Regions from separate parts of the Mus musculus genome. Here regions 2, 3, 4, 5 and 6 are each linked to region 1. Evidence: chromatin contacts called from public promoter capture Hi-C and targeted proximity ligation data. All regions are on one chromosome and are shown on one strand. The core of a region is the stretch at or near the end of the contact, and the rest is flanking DNA. Distances in the headings are between cores, read along the strand shown. Region 1 holds the start of Rpp30 (ribonuclease P/MRP 30 subunit). Region 2 overlaps Gm32143 (a long non-coding RNA gene). Region 3 has its middle 42 kb from the start of Gm32143. Region 4 has its middle 61 kb from the start of Gm32143. Region 5 overlaps Pcgf5 (polycomb group ring finger 5). Region 6 has its middle 34 kb from the start of Pcgf5.

What was found. Promoter capture Hi-C pulls out the DNA fragments that hold promoters and counts their contacts.
Region 2: a targeted proximity ligation map of effector CD8 T cells shows a contact between it and region 1, with 12 read pairs. A contact is called at or near these places in 1 of 39 promoter capture datasets (cranial neural crest), 7 of 484 Hi-C or Micro-C datasets (the AML12 cell line, CD8 T cells, the HL-1 cell line and 4 more), 9 of 130 datasets of targeted methods (DN3 thymocytes, the NIH/3T3 cell line, the SCID.adh cell line and 5 more) and 2 of 9 other capture datasets (embryonic stem cells and macrophages).
Region 3: a contact with region 1 is called in a targeted proximity ligation map of pancreatic cancer cells. A contact is called at or near these places in 2 of 39 promoter capture datasets (the 3T3-L1 cell line and the C10 cell line) and 6 of 130 datasets of targeted methods (bone marrow-derived macrophages, embryonic fibroblasts, large pre-B cells and 3 more).
Region 4: a targeted proximity ligation map of memory CD8 T cells shows a contact between it and region 1, with 17 read pairs. A contact is called at or near these places in 5 of 39 promoter capture datasets (the 3T3-L1 cell line, the C10 cell line, cranial neural crest and 2 more), 7 of 130 datasets of targeted methods (the NIH/3T3 cell line, bone marrow-derived macrophages, embryonic stem cells and 2 more) and 1 of 9 other capture datasets (embryonic stem cells).
Region 5: a promoter capture Hi-C map of trophoblast stem cells shows a contact between it and region 1, with 5 times the contacts expected there. A contact is called at or near these places in 25 of 39 promoter capture datasets (the 3T3-L1 cell line, 3T3-L1-derived adipocytes, the C10 cell line and 16 more), 43 of 484 Hi-C or Micro-C datasets (the AML12 cell line, the Ba/F3 cell line, the C2C12 cell line and 27 more), 17 of 130 datasets of targeted methods (the NIH/3T3 cell line, bone marrow-derived macrophages, embryonic forebrain and 7 more) and 4 of 9 other capture datasets (adipose tissue, liver, macrophages and 1 more).
Region 6: a contact with region 1 is called in a promoter capture Hi-C map of liver, with 2.3 times the contacts expected there. A contact is called at or near these places in 5 of 39 promoter capture datasets (the 3T3-L1 cell line, cranial neural crest, liver and 2 more) and 1 of 9 other capture datasets (adipose tissue).

Annotation. Positions count from the first base shown.
Region 1 is chr19:36,081,742-36,085,240 of GRCm38.p6, reverse strand. It overlaps Rpp30 (ribonuclease P/MRP 30 subunit), which reads right to left and starts at 1,525. Exons shown (of 11, transcript NM_019428.3): 1 at 1,423-1,525; 2 at 120-175. The coding sequence starts at 1,504.
Region 2 is chr19:36,533,011-36,536,509 of GRCm38.p6, reverse strand. It overlaps Gm32143 (a long non-coding RNA gene), which reads left to right. Exons shown (of 3, transcript XR_386676.3): 3 at 2,410-2,587. Among named protein-coding and RNA genes, the nearest start is that of Gm32143, 4.0 kb to the left of the region's middle.
Region 3 is chr19:36,495,410-36,498,908 of GRCm38.p6, reverse strand. No RefSeq gene overlaps it. Among named protein-coding and RNA genes, the nearest start is that of Gm32143, 42 kb to the left of the region's middle.
Region 4 is chr19:36,476,323-36,479,821 of GRCm38.p6, reverse strand. No RefSeq gene overlaps it. Among named protein-coding and RNA genes, the nearest start is that of Gm32143, 61 kb to the left of the region's middle.
Region 5 is chr19:36,446,250-36,449,748 of GRCm38.p6, reverse strand. All of the region lies in intron 8 of Pcgf5 (polycomb group ring finger 5), which reads right to left. Among named protein-coding and RNA genes, the nearest start is that of Pcgf5, 38 kb to the right of the region's middle.
Region 6 is chr19:36,374,040-36,377,538 of GRCm38.p6, reverse strand. It overlaps a transcript of Pcgf5 not described here. Among named protein-coding and RNA genes, the nearest start is that of Pcgf5, 34 kb to the left of the region's middle.

The DNA.
Region 1 (3,499 bases), core at 276-2,775:
CATAGCAACAAGAACAGTTAACTAGTACACTTGTCTCTAGATCCATATTCCCAACACAGACACAAGGATTTATAAACACTTGTATTTAGCAACCAGTTACATGAGAAATTCTACTTTACCCGTTTCTTTTCCTTAAAGTCAACAATGTGATTGATGGCAACAACTGAGTATCCCACTGAAAAGAAAAATAGATCATTTAAAAAATATACTTTCTTGTTCACAATGATCATATTGATAAGAGATTCAAGAGTCTGGCATGACAATAGGGATGTAGCTAAGTGTCAGGATGCTTGCTAGGCATACACAGAGTCCTGGATTCAATTCCGAGACCTGGAAAATAAGGGGGTGGGGTAGGAGGCAGATCCTGAGCCCTACTGTTTATTGTGACTTAAGGTGAAGTTTCAGGTTCTTCACCTGTCCCATGATGTTAACAGCAGACAGGACTTTCAAGTGTCATGAAAATGAAGTGAAACAGCACCAGTATTTTAGAAGAGTGCACATATTTAGCTGCCACATTTAGAAGCCAGGCACATATTTAGGCTGTGGTTCATATTAACACAATGCTAAAGACTCAAGTTTTATGTCTTTCTGTCACCTTTGTTATCATTTCTTTCTTCTGCGATCCCCCTCACATTTGCTCCCTTTCCTACGGAGCAATGGAGTGATGACTCCCTCACATCTCTTTTGAGGTACTCTACAATAACAGACGAGGGACACTACAGGCTTGTCTTACCATCACAACAGACAAGTGCCCTGTCCCCAATACATTTAAATCACGACTCTTGTCTTTAAGTTGCCTAAAATACTGACAGGATAATAGTGTATTAATATTAAAAGAATAATGCATGGTAATGATAAAATAGCGGCCCTTCGTCTTCCCAGTCAGCCCAATAACGCCCTACTTTCCTTCCTCTCGAAGGGATTTGAGAATCTATTATTTGGCAGGCCCTATGCCAGGTGAGAGCTCACATGATCAACGTTCATCCTTAAGGCACTTGAGATGCTCGAGAGAAATAAGGTAACGCCCTTCCCATTCTCTAAGCTCCCACAGCAGTTCCTGCCCGAGACCCAGCTTTCTGTATTTGACAGATGCCGTGTGACTCAAAAGGGGCTGATACCAAAAGCACTGGCTGAGGGGACCAGTCCCTGTTCCTATCATTCATCAGCTCGCAGGCTCCATGCCAATGCCTCGACCCCTTAGGCCTCCGTTCTCTCCCTCTGCACGAATGACTGGGCAAACACAAACAACAACAGCTTTGTCAAGAGCCCGAGTTTCTCACCCAGGGGATCCGGGTGATACTGCAGCTATTCTCTGCCTTTAGGGACGTCAGGCAGATCACACGAGAGACCGGAATGGGGCCTGAAAAAACTACCAAACAAAGCTGGATGGTGTGGGGGACAGAGCCAAGCCAGTAGACTCACGGTGAGCAGCAGTCTCCACGAGTCCGCGCAGAGCCTTCAGGTCTGAGCCCGCTCTTAAATCCAAATCTGCGAACGCCGCCATGCTGACATCCCAGGAGCACCCGCGCGCCAGTCTGCGCAGCCGCCGTGTTGTCCCTCAGGCATGCTGGGAGTTTTAGGTTGTTCCTTGAGCTTTCTGGGATTTGTAGTTTTTCTTTCTCAGTCGTCTTGGGTCGTCTTGCAGAGACTTTCCTATTCCCTAGAATCCAGCCAAAGTTAGTGTGTTGGGACCTATAGCCTTACTTATTCATAATTTGAATGGGAATGTTTTGGTACTCTCTGATGGGGCTCAAATCTCCCATGCTCCTACCATACAGCAATGCAAAGTGACTCATTTTAAAGGCACCCATAGAGCATACCGATGTCAAGCAGACATTTCTAAGGTCTTGAAGCCTGTTTAAAGCTCTGGGGAGCCGGGCGTGGTGATACACGCCTTTAATCCCAGACCCGGGAAGGCAGAGAGAACTCTGAGTTTGAGGCCAACCTTCTTTATACCGAGAGTACCAGGCCAGTCTGAAATACAGAGTCTCAAAAGTAGTTAAACTAACAAATAAATGAAGATACATGGGAAGTTATTTTTCTTTCCTATTTCCACAGTACATTCCATTCTTTGAAAGTGGCCTTTTTGAAGTATTTGGTCTGTGGCTAAGATTATCTAAACTCTTTGGGCTAAGACAATCCGTTACAGACTACAACCACAAGATGGCAGAGTGCTCTCAAAGCTGATGGTTTAGCGCCAACACATCCTTTAGCCAGAGGACTGACTGGGAGGGGCAAAAATGAAAACATGTCTTACAATGTTTTTCATGAGAAACATACACATATCATTTGATGTTTCTACTTTTAAATGACCCTTTTAAAAATGAACTCTTTAATATTGACAGATCAATTATTCAACAACATAGAACACGATTTTTAATCTACTTGATGTAGAGGGCCAGTCCTTTACCCCTCTCCATTCAGTCTTTAGTTGCCTAGCATGCGAACCCTTCTGCGCATTACTAATAAGCAGCTCCAGCCTCGTGCAACTCAATAGGACTTCTGAACTGCTGGTCTCTCAAATAAGAAAAGTCCACTTCTCATGAGCTTGTCCGTTGGGATTATACCAAAGTGATGGAAATGTTTAGAAGCATTTTCAATTTCTGTACTAATCACAAAGAATATGGAGTCTTCTCCATCTGACCACACTACTGTAATGATCACTAATTTCCTACAAATTTCTGAAAGATGATGATGATGGCGGTGGTGGTGGTGGAGAGGAGGAGGAAGAGAAGGAGGAGAAAGAGGTGGAGGAGGCAGTAGCAGAGGTGGTATTATTAGTAGCCCAGGGTGGACTTAAATCCACAATCATCTTGCCTCAGTATCCTTGGTTTTGGGATTACAGCTGAGCACTGCCACACCTATGTTTGGTTAATTTTCATAAATGATTGTTTCCAATACTTGATATTTTCCAAGAACAAAACAACAACAAAATAATGTCTGCAACCAGACCAAGGCCGTACAAAACAAACCCCTTGCTTTCATCAGAATGTCTAGTTCTAACTTTTATAGTAGTAGAGAGATGTCTTCATACAGGATCACAAAATCTAGATTGGTCAGTCGAGTAGCCATTGTGTAGTGGACCTAAATAAGAATTTTAGTTATTTGATATTAAGGTTAGACTACAGAGGGCATAATTCTTTAAGAGTCATGGTGATGTTACTGTGGTCTTCACCTTTTAGATTCCCTTTGTTCTGAGTGTTAGCATTTCTTCTAGGCTCCTCCTAACAGTTACCTAGCAACAGCCAGGTACAAGCCTGGCTTGCTATAAAAGGGCTCACTAAGGCACCCCCTCCCACTGCACCATGATGCTGCATTTCAGAACAAATCACTGAGCTTAGGTGAAGAGGAAAGGAAGGATTAGAAATGAAATGAAATGAAGAGATAAAAACCACTGAGCACTGCACTGCGGCAGAGCATCTGCCAAGTACTTATGTGTGCATCTTGTTAATTTTCAAAGCAAATAAGTATTTTTTTTAAACCAACATCTACCTTTTTG
Region 2 (3,499 bases), core at 315-2,814, 450 kb before region 1:
ATAAATCTTAAACAAACAAACAAACAAACCAACAAACCCAGCACCACAACCATGATTATTGCTGACCAGACACCACCGTTTCTACTTGCCACTTCTCTCTTTCCTTTCTCCCGAGTCTTCCTCTCACAGAACAACACAGTCAACGGGGGTGGTAATATATATCTGTCAGTCATCCCGGGTGGTTTCAGACCCTGCCTTTGCAGGGATGAAAAAGAAACGCTCTAAAGGAATAAGTAACTACACACCGTGTGAGTAGGTCTTCCTACTTCCCTTGGCCTCGTTTTAATTCTCCCTCCTGCCTCCTACCAAACACATCTTTCCAGGTGGACTGCCATTCGCTTGATGGGATTGCTTTCCTTCTGCTTAGCAACTGGCTAGAGAAACATCATCAAAAGACCCCCACCCCTCTCTGCCATAACCAAAGCGTCACTCTCCCTGCCCACTCATCTGTGCTAGAGAGGATTAGACTGAACCTCGGGTGGCAAAGAGCAAATGCTTTGACACCCCCCCCCCCCCAGAGAATTGATAGCCCTCTGAGAACAGCACAATGTGCTCATGAGACAATCAGAAAGCTTCACACAGAAGTATAATAGGCTCTAACATGAATATAATTAATGATCAGGCCGGAGGAAATGAGCCAGCCAGTTAAATAAATATTTATTTAAGCAACTGTGGCAGACCCACCTGCACTCAATGGATTTTTTTTTTTAGCTTCATTAAAAACCTAAATTATATACATCCAAGAGACCAAACGGGTTAATATACATCAGACCTATGTGCAGGTTATAGGTACACAAGCTAAGAGAGTCCCAGCATTAAATTACCTTAAATGCACTCGGCTTTTGTCTACGGAGCATCCGCACCTGTGAATTCAATTGACTTCATGCCTAAATTATTCAGAAAATATTGTGTTAGCAATGATTATTTTCAGACTTTTTTTTTCTTTCTTTTCTCTCTTCCCAAAACCCTAACAGTACAAGGCTGGTGAAGGAAATGAGAGGATAAAGGTTGGAGCTATGCAGATGGTCTTGGGACACTGGCCTGAGGAGGGCCTGAGTAGAGATGGAGTCTTAGATGATGTTGGTTAGGCTATAGGAATCTATGAGATTGCTCTAGTAGAGGTGAGGGGAGACTTGAAACAGAAATCAGACCCTGCCAGGAGCTGGGATGTGAGAGATAATGAAGGCAAGAACAATGAAGGAGGCAGCAGAAATTGGCAGGACGTAATGGTGGTGGGAATAAAAGAGAAACTTAAGTGCTGAGTTACTAAAGAAAAGAAGCTGTTTGCGGCTGCCCCTAATCTAATGAGGTAAATAGCTCAAAGGGCAACTGCCAGTCATGGCTGCTGTTAAGAGCTCCATTGCTCCAGGAGGAAGATTGGTCTAATCTAGTTTAGCTTTTCTTCTGTACTTTTCCTTGAATGCTGTGAATGGAGTTCAGGCGATTCACAGGGGTATCGCCCTGGAAAACCAGTTGGCTGCCAAGACACCGCACAGAGTGACATTCACTGCCGGTGACTCGAACAGAGAAGGATCTGGCATTAGTCCCGTTGGCAGGATGAGGCTTTTTATCCCTCTCTCTTTCCTTTCCCTGGGGCATGGCACACACCCAAGTCCACTCTCGGATCAGGCACGCAGTAAGTAAGGACTAGAAAGGGGTCTTTTGTCAAACCAGACCTTCATCCACCAGCAGGGACTGGAAACTCTTGGAAATTCTTCTATTCCAGGCTAGGAAAGAAATAAAGAAAAGCAGATGGAATGGAGTGATTGACAACCTAGACCGGAAACTAAGGAGGAGAAGGGCTGAGATCAGAGATCTAGGCACAGAGCAATTTAAAATACTAAGAGGTGGAAGGGAACAAAAAACCCCTTCCGTACAAGGGAGGGGCTCCCAGGACCCTGGGAAAGAGGTGACAGTGTGGGTGGCCTTGGGAGTTAAGAACAAAGGGCAGGCGGGGGTGGAGCCCTGGGAAGCAGAGCTGCGGTTAGGACTAGAGCAGATGGTTTGAGCAGGAAGTCGCTGTTCTGAACGTTCTTCTGGACCTGTCATTGCATGAGATTGATCAGCTCGGCTCTGTCTGCATCCAGAGAGAAACTCTGCCTTTCCGCGGAGGCACACGGTAGCCAAAGCCACCGAAATGAGAGGATGAGCCAAGTTACGGATCGCATCTCATAATGAGAAACGCAGGGGTCCACTGCAGAGTTCAGAGTCACCACCTTGCTGGCCAGCCAGGAGAGAAGTCAAATGATGGCCCAAGGGTGCAGATGAGCCCACAACCGGAACACAGGTGGCCTGCCGCATAACTCATAGCATAGAGGCAACCTACGCAAAGACACTTCCCCTACATACAGTGTTTAAATGACTCCAGCAGCCTTTGCAGCTTAAACTTTCCTCCTTTTATTTGTCTAGGCCACTGAAACTACCTGCATCCACATTCACTGGGGGAATCTGAAGTGTCCATATACCATCAAGGTGCTATCCAGGCTTGCCAGAATCAATGTCTTAAGAGATTTCCTGGAATCGGCAGTTTTTAAGAAGTCTGCACGGAATTTATGGACCCTAAATACAGTTGCATGATAATCACTCAGTTTCTTTGCAGTCATTGAGCGGAGCACATTTATTTAACTAGGTTTGTCTGATTGTATTTATGATCCGAGGTCTGAAAAGCAAATCATTTGTCTCTTTCCCAGTTTGGGAACTTGTGCCTATTAAATTGTCAGTGTAAGAGGGGAAGTGGGAAGCTAAGTGTTGGCTTTGTTTAATGCTCTCTGGTCAGTCTTTTGACGGATAATAGGACTTCCCAGCTTTCCATTAGAGCTCAGACCTAGACCTGGCAGCTGGAGGATGTGAGGAAGGCCCTGCCCATTGGGGTTTCTGCATGGAGATAGAGGTAGAGTTAGGGGCCAATGAACCAGTCCAGAGGAAGAGAGAGATAAGAGCTTGGGTAATTCTTCAACAAGTTCTGTCAGTTACTTTTCTGTTACTATGAAGAAACACTAGGACAGAACCAACTTAAAGAAAAGTAGTTTATTTTGGCGTATAGTTCTGAGGAATAAGTGTCCATCAGGCCAGGCACGGCAGCAGGGTCAGGAAGCAGGGAGGTCACATAATTCTACACATTCCAGAGGCAGGACTGCAGGTGGAGTGAGACTTTTCAAGTCTTAAAGCCCACCCTTAGCAATGTATTTCTCCATCAGGGCTGTAGCCTCTCCCACAACAGCGCCACCAACTGGGGACCAACTGTTCAAACACCTGAGCCTGTCAGAGACATTGCTCACTCAAATGACCATACATTGTAACCCTGCCTGGCAGACAGCATGACCTCCTGAGCCTCTCTTTGTTCCCCGTCTCCAAAAGGGTACAAGTTGCTTAGTTTCCCTCTAGGATCACACTGAAGCTCTGCTTCTGCGACCTACTTGAAACAGGCTTCTAGCAGACTTCTCCAGGAAGTTGTGAACTCCCCGGCCTGGCCTTATTTTTGACTTAGCTTTTTCTTCAG
Region 3 (3,499 bases), core at 384-2,883, 410 kb before region 1:
ATTAAGAGAAAGGGTGAAATTAAGGGTTCCTAATATTTGTAATATTACAAATTCCATGTAAAACAATCCCACAAATGTTACTCACATTCACTTTGAATTTCCGCAGAATGCTATAAGTTGGCATTGTTTTGTGTCACAACATAAGACCAGTTGGTTTGTGCTGTGGATAGCCCTGTGGCTAATTATATTTGATGTTAATTCCATTCTCCTGTGAGGGGCTGTGAACAAGGACTGAGTCAGCACTCAGGTGATTTCCTGTAACCTGCTCCACCTTAATCTGTAAAATAAAGGAGAGCTGATGATTGGGCAGGTAAAGGGAAGGCGGGGCAGGAGGTGGAGAGAGAGAAGAAGGAGAAAATGGGAGAGAGAGAGAGAGGTCGCAGAGGGGGAGGAGGAAGAAAAGCAGAGAAGCACATGGCCTGGAGAAAACTGCAAGTTCTAAGGGGTCTCATAGATGTGGAAGATGGAAGTGTAGCGGTAGATCTGCCCAATCTAGGTGCACAGCATGTAATCATATTAATTGTGTTGTGTTTTCATTGCCAGGGCATATTTGGGATGGAGAGATTTGCCTCAATACGTTTGTTATTGTTGCAACTGCTCAGAAATCAGAAATAATCTATAAAAAAAAATACATTTCTCGTTGTCACCCGATGGGCTGTTCTTTTGAGTGGCTTTACTTACTGTGTTTTTGGCTTTTAGAACCCCACACATTTTTGTTGTTTTCATTGCTTCATCATTGCCATTTTTACAGTGCAATCTATTTCTAGGAGCCGCTGAGATGATACTAGCCAACAGCAAGAGGACTGAGTGAGGCTGTGAAAATCTGAACCACGACCCCTAATGAAGAACCCACCCCTCACCCAACCCAAAGCTTAGGTCCTGGTAAGATGGAGGTCACATGACATCAGTCAGGCTGAAGGTGAGATACTGTGAGCCCCTACGAGCCTGGCTGTATGCCAAGGCCATATTTGGCTAAAGAAAGTATGCCCTTTAAAAGCCCAGCAGGTGTGTACCTACATGCGCTCAGCTAATGAAAGGTGTGCTTATTCTTGCAGCCCTGGTGAGGAGCAAACAATTCCATTCCTGATAAACAAGAACTTTCACAGTGCCCACGTCTCTGGAAGCTTTTAATATAAATTCTCTAAAAGTCTGTGACACTTGAGGGCTCTTCTTGTTTGGTGCTAGTTTGGATTGAATTTACATGTCTCTGTCCCTTTAAACAAAGGAGTTATCCCTGAGCTGGAGGCAGAAGGGTATTGCAGTGTAGGATCTAAGTTCTTGAGGCTCTGGGTTTCAAACCCAGGGTCACATTAAGAAAACCAAAGGAGTCAGTTCCCAGCTGGCATGGTACTTTGAAGAGCATAATTAAGATGGGGAATCTACCTCTGAAGGACAGGATCGCTTAGAAAATGTTCAAGCTTCATTTGAGGGGCTATGGGGTGAAAAATATGAAATTATGGAAGGAAGGAAAGGGGAGGGCACAACAAGGTAGACCTCATGAAGAATGTGAATTACACTTACCAGATGGCTTCATAGGGTGACCTTATTGGCAGTGAGTCACAGGGCACGCAGGAGGCCAGGCCTGCCATACCAAAGGCAGAATGGAGAGGAGTTTGGCATGGCTCCCCCGAGCTGATGGCCATGATTCATTGGGAACACAGCTGGGGCCTCGGGCAGATGGGAGATGGCTCAGCAGTGTAAGCACTGTGGGCTCCCGGGACTAGAGTCACAGCTCCATCATCTCTGATGTAGAGCAGGATCTTGTTAAGCTATCTTAGCCAAGGGAGCAGAGACTGCTCAAGGTTACATTTTCCCCTCTTTGCAGATTTCAAATGAGGTGGCACGCGGGTGGCATTGGAACATTCCTGGCAGGGAGGGCATCCCCCAGTCCCTGTTCCTTTTCTTAGACCTTGCTCTCTTTCAACTCCTTCTGTTCCTGCTTTACACTGCAAGAACCTGGAAGGGCTTTGAACTGACCTATGTTCAAGTTCACCCTCACTCCTTACTTGCTGTGTGGCTTGGAGGAAACCACTGTAAGCCCCAATTCCTCAGCCACAAGACAGAAGAGCTAATGACTATTGTAGGAGGAATGACAGTACTTATGAAAGACTCTGACATTCAGTGCCCACTCCAGTCGATCTCGGCACTTTTGGTATTTTGTCCAAATGCAGCTGTGGGGCGTGGTCCTGTGTGATGTGTAGGGTTTAGTAACATGTCTGGTCTCTACAAACTTGATGTCAGAAGTGCCCCGCCTCCAGCTGGAACAATGAAAAATGAGTCCAAGCACAGTCAAATGTCTCCTAATGGTTTCTGGCTAAGTATGACTTCCAGCTCATTGGCTTCTTAGTTTGGGGAAAGCAATCTGCTGTGTAAGGGACAGTCCAAGTAGCTTTTAGCTGGATGTGTAAGTTAAGAAGTGAGCTATTAGAGTGGGCTTAAGGTGTTGGAGCAATGGCTCAGCAGTCCAGGGCACGTACAGCTCACATAGAGAACTCAGCTGTCATGTCAGGTGGCTCACATGCACCTGCAATTCCAACTGGAGGAGATTCAAATACCTTCTGGCTTTGCAAGGCACTGTAATCACATACACACACACACACACACACACACACACACACACACACACACAGAGGGGGTGTGGGGGAGAGGGAGAGAGAAAGAGATTGAGATTGAGAGGACTATTTCTCTTCAGGGAGCCCACATAACTTTGTCACATCTGAGATCAAGCAGGCAGACCCCTCCAGGTTGTAGCCTCTGTCCAGCTCCCTCTCCTCTGACAGACAGTGGGCAGAAGAACTCCATCAAATAAGCCTGCATCCAAGCAGAAAACAAAATATGGAGACCCCTCTTGTCCGAACCGTGGTCACACTCTGTCTCTTTTAATGATGTTTTTTTTACAGGCACAGAAGGGGAACTGAGCCCTTCCTAAGGTCTGACACTCTGAGGCTCAGAACTGTTTCCCACAGTGGCCTATATAGTCCACAGAGATAGGAAAGAATCATATGCTGCAAGCTGAGTAACTGAGTGAGCCAGCTGTTCTTATTTTCCCCCAAGGACGTGCCAGGCCCCCTATGTGATGCAGGCTACTTATCAGCCTGGTGGCTAGCCAGTTCTGCAACACCAGGAAAAGCCTTGCTCAAGATCTTACTACAGTTCAGTCTCTCTAAAATAAGTTTCCTTTTTATCTATATATGGCAGTTTTGCCTGCATGTTTGTATGTGCATCAGAAGGTGTCAGATCCCTCGGAACAGATGGTTGTGAGCCACCGTGTGGGTGTTGGGAACCAAACTCCAGTCCTTTGGAAGATCAGTAAGTGCTCTGAGCTGCTGATCCATTTCTCCAGACCCTTAAAATATATCTTAACAAGGCTAGTGAGCTGGCTTCTCTCTCTGGCTTGCACTTTGACCTTAACTCAGGGTTCAAAGTTGGATCAAAATTAGACAGAACGGATTCTTCTTTTTCCTTCTTTTTATTGTTCTTAAGGATTGATTTTATTTAT
Region 4 (3,499 bases), core at 577-3,076, 390 kb before region 1:
GTTGGCAGAATTAACACCATGAAGCCAGCAATCTTACTAAAATCCAATGATATTTTTTACAGAACTAGGAAAAAAAATCCTCAAATTCACATGGAAGCACACAAGAGCCTAAATGCTCAAAGCCATCTTAAGCAGAAAGAGAATTCTTGAAGGCACCACAGTACCTGATCTCAAACTATACTACAGATCTATAGTAGCAAAAGACACACTAGTACTGGCACAAAAACAGACATGTAGAGCAAAAGAATAGAAGAAAGGACTCTAAAATAGCACCCTATACTTACAGCCCCTGAACCGTTAACAGAAATGTTAAAAATGTGCATTTGGAAAAGGTTTCTTTAGCAAACAGTGCTGGGAGACCGATATGCATAAAAGTGAAAGTAGATCTCTATCTCCTCCCCACATAAAGTCAAATGAAAGATGGATAGGCGATCTTACTATAGACCCAAGACCCTGAAACTGCCGGGGGGGGGGGGGGGACACTTGAAGGTTTAGGCATAAGCAACAACTTTTTTTTTTTTTAGATTTATTTATTATTATATGTAAGTACACTGTAGCTATCTTCAGACACTCCAGAAGAGGAAGTCAGATCTCCTTATGGATGGTTGTGAGCCACCATGTGGTTGCTGGGATTTGAACTCAGGACCTTTGGAAGAGCAGTCTGGTGCTCTTAACCACTGAGCCATCTCTCCAGCCCAAGCAACAACTTTCTAAAAGGATTCTCCTAAGCCGGAAATAATCCCCAGAACTGATAAATGGGGTCACTTGAAATTAAAAATCTCTTGCCGGGCAGTGGTGGTAGCACACGCCTTTAATCACTGCACTTGGGAGGCAGAGGCAGGCAGATTTCTGAGTTCGAGGCCAGCCTGGTCTACAGAGTGAGTTCCAGGACAGCCAGGGCTACACAGAGAAACCCTGTCTCGAAACAACAACAACAACAACAAAACAAACAAACAAACCAAAACAAAAAACAAAAAACAAAAAACAAAAAAGAAAGAAAAGAAAAGAAAGAAATTAAAAATCTCCTGGACAGCAAAGGAAACCGTCCAGAGTGAAGAGCCAGTCTACAGAATGGGAAGAAGTCTTTTCTAGGTCTCATATGATTGACCATCTGACGTTTGGATCTTTAATTTGGATCCGGTTTAAATTTGGGCATCGTATATATGATATGCAGGTGGAAAGGGGCCTAGGAGGGGAAGGTTAGGTTTATAGGGAGGGAGGGGAATAAGAAAGGATAATGGAAAGTGTTCATCCTCTGGGCAGGGCAGCGAATGTTTTGGGAGGTGGGGGGATGGGCAAGAGGAAGGTGAAATGAAGACAGTGTGTGGGGGAGGGGAGCACTGACAATGGGAGCAAGCCGAAAGGATAGCACTGTGTGAAAAATGTCTCAAAGAACCCCATTTCTGTGTACACAACCTACCTCCAAAGAGACAAAACACTGGCCCCTTCACAGCTCGGAATTTCGGTATTTATTGAACTAGTAGACCACACTCAGCAGTTTGGTTACATCTCATTTGATCTCTGTGCCTGTGAAGTTGGCATCCTTACATTCATCTTACAGAGGAATTGAGAAGACAGTCAGTGAGAGTTAGTAAAGGATGGGGCTTAGGCCCGCGGCCCCTTGACTCCAAAGTTCCTCCTCTTTCTACTCTGCAGGGGTTTGCAAACAGTTTTTAGAAAAAAAAATTTTTTTTCTGGAAATGAAATATTTCATGCCAAAAAGGCAAACCAAGAAAAAGTTGAGGTGTTTTTGTTGTTGTGTGGGTGGGACGGGTGTAAGGAGACTTGTCTCCATACCCAACTTTTACTCTCTGTGGTAACCTGTAGATATGTCTTTGTGGCTTCTCTGACTACAGTTTTCAAACTGTCGCCTCCGAGTTTCCAACACATCTCAACAAGATTGCTCAGGTGGGGGGAGGGGTGGTGATGGTGCCCAAGTACAGTTTCCAGTTTCAGGAACAGCCATAGGGAGCTGCCAACTAGCAGTTCCTCGGAGAATTAGACCTCTGTTATGGAAGCTCCTGGCTTCAGGGTACCCTTGGTTTAGCATGCCAGGCTGTGGAGAAAAATGACCTGTGATGATAGCACAGATCTCTTAAAAAGTGCCACTCAGTCCGAGCTGCTCCTGCCAAATCCAGTGTGCTGAGGGTTGAATGGCAAAAAGCAGGGTCCGCAACAAGGGCACACTCCAAGAAGCCTCCACTTTGCAGCTGGACAAGGACAGGCACACGCAAAGAACGCGGCGTGATTCAGATGGAAGGGAACGAAGCGAGGGAGGACAAAACGGTCCCATGCGCAATTCTCTCCCTTTATACAAGTGAAAGGTCTAATTTACGAATCCTGTAAACACTACCGACTGTGGAAAGATTTGGCCATATGGAAAGGTTTCCTACTGCTGTCTTGGCTGGGGGGAATATTCAGAAGTTTGGAGTAATTGTCAGAAATTAGTCACTGCGATGTTGCAGGGGATGAAGTCAGCATTGCAGCCCGGTGTGGGGGCGGAGCTGCCTTCAATCACAAGATGTTTCCGTGAAGGTTTTCTTCCCCCACTTCATTTCCTTTCCGAGGAGAATTTCAGCACCTTTCTAGTAACCAAGTCTTTGTTCAGTAACTAGGAAACATCACTTTGCTGAAGCCTCTGATAATTACAGCTCTTGATTTAGGCAGGTTTTGTCTTTCTTGCCTTCATTAAGCAGGGACTTGCCCCCTTCATCTTGGTGGGCTATGCATGTGCAGGCTCCAGAATTTGTTGGAGTGATGGGCTACTCCGTCCTTCTGTACTCTGGCTATGAAAACTGAGAAAGGGCTCAATTCCCTGATTAGGGAACAGAGAAGCAGAATTCATAGGCTTTGTAGAATACCAACCTGCAGAGGTAACAGGCCATGTTATTATTAATTCGCAGTGTGTCCTTGCCAAATTTAGTGGTTGAAATTAATTATTAAACCATGAGAGTCAGATTTAGAAACAGTCTGGCAGGACTCAGTGTCTCTCATGGGGCGGCAGTCATATGGTGGCTCGCTGATGGAACCAGATATCCACATTGGCTCCTGTATGTGGCTGGCAATTGGCAATGGCTGTTGACTGGAAAGTCAGTTGAGCTGTTGTTGGCCAGAAGCTCATGCGCATGGCTTCAGAGGTACAGAAGTCCCAGGGTCACTAGGGTTCTTGCATGGCAGTAGGAGCAGGCTCCCCTAGAATAAGTAACCTGAGGGAACATGGCAGAGGCTGTGTGGCCTGACAGTCCCAGAGCCCGTGTCTCATGGCTTCTGCTACCTTGATTTACTTGCAGCGGAGTCACTTACAGAGGCCCAGATTCAAGGAGACGAGGTGTAGTTAACACATCTTGACGGGAAGAGTTCCCAGGTGGTTCTACTTGCTAGGGATGTTCTCCCAAAGGACCAGTATACTCTTTCTTCCACTCGTTGTGTGGGTAAGTGCCGAATTTCCCCGGCTTTCCTCTTCTTTGCCTAGTCCCAAGGAAAGAGACTCTCTGCCGGT
Region 5 (3,499 bases), core at 644-3,143, 360 kb before region 1:
CAGATAAAACACTCATTTATAAAATAAGTAAATAAAAATCTCAAAAACAATTAAGTTTAAATAATGAGGGAAAATTTAACTTCCCAAAGGAGACTTTTTAAGGATATACTTTAGAAGGTTATACATTTTTCACAAGTTTTATCTAACCTACCACATTTTGTCTGACTATGTAATTTGAAAAAAATTATTTAATAAAATTACAGATTTAAGATGGAAAGAAGTGATTTCATTAATTTTACTTCTATTAATTTCTTTGGTATCAGTCAAAACAGATGTGTTTGTTTGCTTTCTTAAGACTGCCAGAGATTGTAAAGCAAGCAATGAGGGCAGGAATGGTGCTGGAGTGTGGCGGAGGCTGCGAGAAGAGGTGGAAGCAGCAAGAAGCACCGGGAAAAGGCAGCCGGCTAGACTGAGGGCATTCGACCTGCCCACAAGAAGATGGGCAAGTAGAACATGGCCCGCAGGGAAGGCTGCGGCTGAGCTCGCTAAGTGCAAGCGAGTGGACTGTGCTCCCAGGCAGGTTGACAGACACTGTGACTTTCTTCTCCTACATTTCTTACACTAGACATCCTGCTACATACTTTAGCCGTAATAGTAATTCTTGCTAAATTTCCTACACAGTACTATCACAATTGTAAGGATTCCGAAAAACTGGAAAAAGAGGGAGGCAGAACAGAACACATTTAGAAGAAAAAAAAGCTACAGTGAATACAGGAAGATGTCAGTGTTCAGAACACAGGAACACTTTCTAGAAGCCAACAAGAAAAGGCAAACTCAATAACAGTGTAATCAATATGAACACTCACAAAGACGTTATATTGCTAATGAGTGTCAAGAAGTCAGAAAATGGGCCCTCTTCTGTGGTATGATTATAACTTATGAAACTGCTTTTGAGGACAACCGACAACCTCTCACAATGTAAAACTTAGTTCACTGTAAAGCCAGCAATCTAGGCAATGGATATGCCGAATTTGCAAGGTCCATGTCTTGGAATAGATACAGCACCACTTGGAATGTTAAAGATAAAACAAAAGCTTAATGCCCACCAAAATAGCCAATTAAATCCTGCTAGCCACACAAAGTGAATTGTACCAATCTATTAAAAAGAATAACTTTCAAATATAATTGTTTTTATAATACATATATCAAATGAGAACAAAGTTGCTATCTGTATATTTGATTCCATTTCTATCTCAGCAAATGTCTATGCCCACTGGCATGGCGTTATGAAAAGATACTAGACTGATAGGAACATCAGATGACCAAGTTACCCCCGACTGAAATGTGAATCAGTTCCACACTCTCAACTTGTGGAAGCCACAGAAGAAACCTGGTCACAGACTACATCTTCCAAAATGTTAAACATGGGTGTTCACACAGGTGTGAAGCTTTAGAAGTGTGTCTGAGGCCTATCCCAAGCCAGCTGAGTAGCACTGCACTTTGTCACCGTCCCTAGATGATTTGTGTTTGCACTAAGACTTAAGAAGTAACTGCTAAATATTTACCCTGCTAGTGAACAACAGAGCCACTCCAACATTCAGCAGAGCAATCTTCAAGCAAAAACACTGCTATGAACTATAAAAATATATAGCAGTTGTTTGACCAGGTGTTTGTTTTAATTCACAAGGACAAAGGTTTAAAAGTAACTTAACATGATGGAGACAAGGTCTAGAAAAGGCAGAAGCCACCGATGTTCATCTTTTCTAAAAGGGACTAAGATAAAGGGGGAGGTGACAGGGGAAAGCACAACACGACCACAGAGGCTGGGCGGTGCAGAGGGACACTCAGGTACTGCAGAACTGGACTGAAACTCTCTTCCCTGACACTGTCCTGAGGCAGCAAACAGCATGAGGGAGGGACACGGTTATGCAGTGCCCTTGCCTGAGGCCACGGACCAGAAGGAGACTCAGGACTACCATTCCTCCAGGGGGAAAGGAATGGAAGCTACCCTGAGTCACAGACTTGAATGAGTGTAGAATTCACAAGCAAACATCCCACAACATTGATGAAAATGAAAAACTGCAAAGTTGCCAAAGCAATCCAGAAACACAGCCCAGCGCCAACCACAGACACTCAAAAGCCCATCTGAGGAAATAGGTAAAGCAATGCAATGTAATTGTAAAAATCTACGTTTTGTCTCATTGGCACAAATATACATCATAAAGCAATTTAGAAGGCCTAGCTATTGGCCTTATGTAAGACATATTAGGACTTTGAAGATAATGAACAATGAAAAGGTTTTAGACAGGAGTTTTATAAAAGTTGCATCATGTACAGTTCAGAATAATACTGTTAAAAAGAGTGTCCAGAAGCATCCATACATGTATTTATATATATATGCATGTGCAGATAATGGCTGCATCCTCAAGCAATGAAGACCAGTTTAGATTGTTCAATTAACTGTATTTCTGGTTTAAAAAAAGTCTTCGGAAAAAACTAGATTTTTTAGCCTTGTTATGTGTGAATGAATCAATTCCAAGTAACTAGAATGTTTACTATAACAGTACTAGAATCAAGTAAGAAGACACACAGTAGCTGTCAGTGTGGGAGCAAACTGAGCTCTAAGCGAGTTAGCAACACCAGCAGTAGAGTATTGAATTTGTAGACATCCAGTCTCCTGCTGGTATGGATGGGGTGACCATTCCAAAACTACAGAAAGGGAACACTAGCAAAAAACAGGATTAGAGAAGAATAAGCCATCTCTTCAGGCCCCATTTTAAAAACATTTTAATAAAAGTGTATCTCAACCAAAAACCTGAAACTTCAGAAATGTGTGCTCAGAAATTTAACTGCATATAGACTGATTTAATTGTCAATCTGTTAGTAGAAAGCTTATACAAATCAACTCTTTCATGCTTTGACATTAAAATAATTGCAATACTGAGCTTCTTGGCCACGCCTCTAATGAGGCTGAGGCAGGAGAATATTAGTCTCAGGCAATATTATTACTGTATATTATTACTGTAGCTAGCCTGTGCTACAGTGAGCTCTAGGCCAGCTTGGGCTAAATAGTAAAATCTTCCTTCAAAAAACACTCCCCCATCCAAACACATGCAAATGAACGCCCATAGGCAGTGTTCAGGGGAGCACTTGTGACAGGAGCCCTGGGGAAGGCTTACAGTGAATGACAGTCTTAAACCTTTAGGCTGGTCTATCCACAAATGATGGTTTCCAGCACTCACATGCTGAAATGTCCACTGAACTAGCAAAGAAAGCCAAAATTCCATTTACTGCAGAAATATTACTGTAGAATTGGAGTACCTGCTTTCTAACTGTGCAGACTTACCTGTGCAGTGTGCACCTGGCATATAAAACATTTCAGGCTTAAAAGTTAAATGAAGGCAATATACACATAGCCCTTATAGCCTATAAACAAGGCACATTATTATGCAATACAATTATATTAAAAAAGATGAATCCAAATATAGTCTGATAGGTTTGTTTTTTTTTTTTTTTTTCAAGGACACACAAGTAGCAAGTGACTGACTGACACTAGAAT
Region 6 (3,499 bases), core at 704-3,203, 290 kb before region 1:
GACCTCAGGACAGTCTCGCGCGGGGACAGGTGGGCAGATAATCCAAAATGTCTAGGTGACATGTGAGTGGGGGAACTTCGGAGAATGGAGACTTGTCTCTGGAGTGGCCTGAAGGGACTGGGTTCCCAGAGTGCACAGCAGAGATGCTTTTCTGGAATTCACCCTTCTTGAGTGACTTTTCTCTCTTCATCCCGTTTCCATACTTGCCTGGTAGTGCTTCGGGGAGGGGGTGTGTGATGGTTTGTATATGCTCGGTCCAGGGAGTGGCACTATTAGAAGGTTGGGTCCTGTTGGAGTGGGTGTGGCCTTGTTGGAGCAGGTGTGTCACTGTGGGTGTAGGCTTTAAGACCCTCATCTTAGCTGCCTGCAAGTCACTGTTCTGCTAGCAGCCTTCATTTGAAGATGTAGAATTCTCTGCTCCTCTTGTACCATGCCTGCCTGGATGCTGCCATGTTCCTGCCTTGATGATAATGGGCTGAACCAGTAAGCCAGCCCCAATTAAATGTTGTCCTTATATGAGTTGCCTTGGTCACGGTGTCTATTCACAGCAGTGAACCCAAACGAAGACAGGGTGTTTCTCAAGCTTTTGTGATAGGAGGGGGTAAGGGAGTCTGTGCTATGGAAAGCCACACTAATTACTTTATCACCTCACTTCCTCATTTGCCAGACAGGATGGCTCCATAAGTATCTCTAAGGCTTCATCAATGAGACCTACAAAACTTCAGTAGCAAACTAAGACTGACCATAAACTTTATTTTTTTCTAAAACAAAAAAACAAACAAACATAAACAAAAAAAACCCCTCATTTACTTTTACTTTGCATGTGTGAGTGTTTGCCTACATGTATGTTTTATGTACTGCATGCCTGCCTGGTGCCCAAGGAAGCTAGACTAGAGTATATGATCCCCTGGAACGGGAGCTAAGGATCACTGTGAGCTACCACGTGGGTCCTGGGAACCAAACCTGGGTCCTATGGAAGGGCAGTAAGAGCTCTTAACCACTGAACCATCCCACCAGCCCTAGAGGTCACTAGTTGTTAATGAACACCCTGCATCATCTGATATGCATCATATCATCATATGTAAAAGATGAGGCCTTGTTTCACCTACAGTAATGTGGAAGGTGCTCAGGGACACAGCTGAGGCCTGGAAGCGGGGCTTTCGTGGAGTGCTTTCAAGGATTGCTTTAGGATGCAGGGATGGACTTTGCCCAGGTCACTTCCTCAAGGTGAGCAACAGGCAGTGACTGAGGCCTGACGATCACAGCCAAGTCAACAGAGGGCTAAAAAGCCATTCTAGCTCCAGACTCCCCGTGAGGCTGGTAGGGCAGAAAGTTGCCTAATTTCTCCTTTGGCCTCCTTACCTCCAACTCTCTCTATGAGCGGGGGTGGGGGGGGCGGGGTACAGAGGCCAGAGGAGGATATTAGGTATTCTGTTCTTGGGTCTCTGCCTTACTCCTTTCAGATAGGATCATGATTCCTATCATTGAAATTGGAGCTATGAAACCTCAGTGATCCTGAGGTCTCTACCGCCCCCCCACCCAGGACTGGAGACACACACACAGCCAAGCACAGATTTTTCCATAGGTATTAAAATCTGAACTCCGCTCTTCATCCTTATACAGCAAGCAGTTATTTTCCTCTCCTCCCTGCCTCTCTTATACAAAGAGTGCCACCTTTCCCCTGCGAGAACCAAAGCTGTGACAAGAAAACTTTTACATTTACATATGAACTTCTCTGTACTGTGTGGAACTTTACTGACGGAGGCAGGAGGCAGAGCTGTCCTTTCTTGACGCCCTAGAACCCACAAATGAGCTGGGGAGAAAGAGAAAGGCAGCGGGGGTTTTTAACAGAATGGAACGAGGGAGACACAAACCTGTTAGGTTTGGGGTGCAGTTTCAGTTTCTGAACAGAGCAAGAAATACGTGAAAGGTCGGCCGGTAGGGCCAGTGAAACTGAAAGCAGAGAACACAGCTGAGGTGGCCAGAGACGATGACATAAGAGAAACATCTGAGGAGAGCTAGACCCGGCTCCCTGGCAGGTGACACAGTGGGTACACAGCCAAGACTCCTGCAGTACAGCCACCCCTATCTAAAGCAGGGTCCTGGCCTTCAGAAAACTCCCTCTGATCCACAGAGGTTGGGCCACGAGATGAGAGGCCAAATGTCATGTGGAAATTCCCAGTTAAGTGCAGGGTTGAATTGGTTCTACTGTGGAGCCCAGGGGGGGATCCCCGGGGTGCTGCCACCAGAAAGGACCTTTACAGTGAGCCTTCCTGACAGCTGAAGGGCAGGGAGGGGCCTGGGCTCCTGGTGACAGTCAGCCTTGCTCTCTGGAGGGAAAGCTGGTCATGGCCGCAGCTCTGCTGATGGTCATGCCTATGCATCAGCCCCTCTGCTGCACAGTGGCCAGGAGGTTGGAGGTGTGGCGAGTTAGAGGCACTGAAGTGACTGATACTTAAGGTGATAAGCTGTGGAAGAGTCTAGAAGAAGCCAAAGGGGTTGGTCTTACTTGAAAGAGGGTGGCCCCACCGAGAGAAGGAAAGTATCAGATGCAAGGACAACACACATCCCAAGGTGGCGCTGAGAACGGGCAGAGGGGTCAGCTCTCGTAGGGCCCTCTGGCTTCTACTTTAAACCACGTGATGTAGTTGGGTAGAGTGACATAACCTGACATTCCTGCAGCCCTCTGCTACTCTTTAAATGTGAACTGTCCCCTCCAGGTTCACATTTGTGCACTAGGTCCACAGTTGCTGTCGTTGTACTGGAAAGTCGGGGAGCTTTCTGAAGCCTAGCTGGAGGAAACAGCTCACTTGGGACTTGAGGTTACAGCACCCTCTTTGAGGCTGCCTCTTCCTGGCTGCTGTCACGCTATAACCAGCCACTGTATGGTTCTTGTGCCACAGTGGAGTCACTCCGGTCACTATCCTGTCACCATGCCTCCCCTGCCATGACAGACCGTGGTCCTGAACGCTGGGCCACAGTACGGTCCCCTACATTCTCTCAGTTATTCTGCCACAGCAATGAGAACAACTAACAAGCTTTCTACAGGATTTACTTTCTTACAAAATACTGACTTCACAACCTGACCAACTAAACATGCTGTGAGCTCACTACCTCAACCCTAAGTATGTAGACTGTGAGAGAAGGCGCTGTTTGGCCACTGGTAAAGTAATTAACCGTCTCACTTATATGTAATTAACACAAGGAATCAATAACACACCATCTTGGGAAGAGCCTGCGTTCCCTTCATATATGACGGTGTGAACCCAAACCCAAAAACAGACAACAGAGGTCTATACAACTCACTACTGTTAAGGGCAAAACAACAAAAGTTTGTATTTCTTTGGGACACTTAGATGATGTCCCCAAACCGAATTCTATTTCTCACTTCTAAAGACTGATGCCAAGAGTTAAGGGATGGACACAGGTGCAGCAGCCGTGTGGGAAGGTTCGAATGCGTGGGTTTCATTCACAGGTCACGTGCTCGAGCAGAGTATCC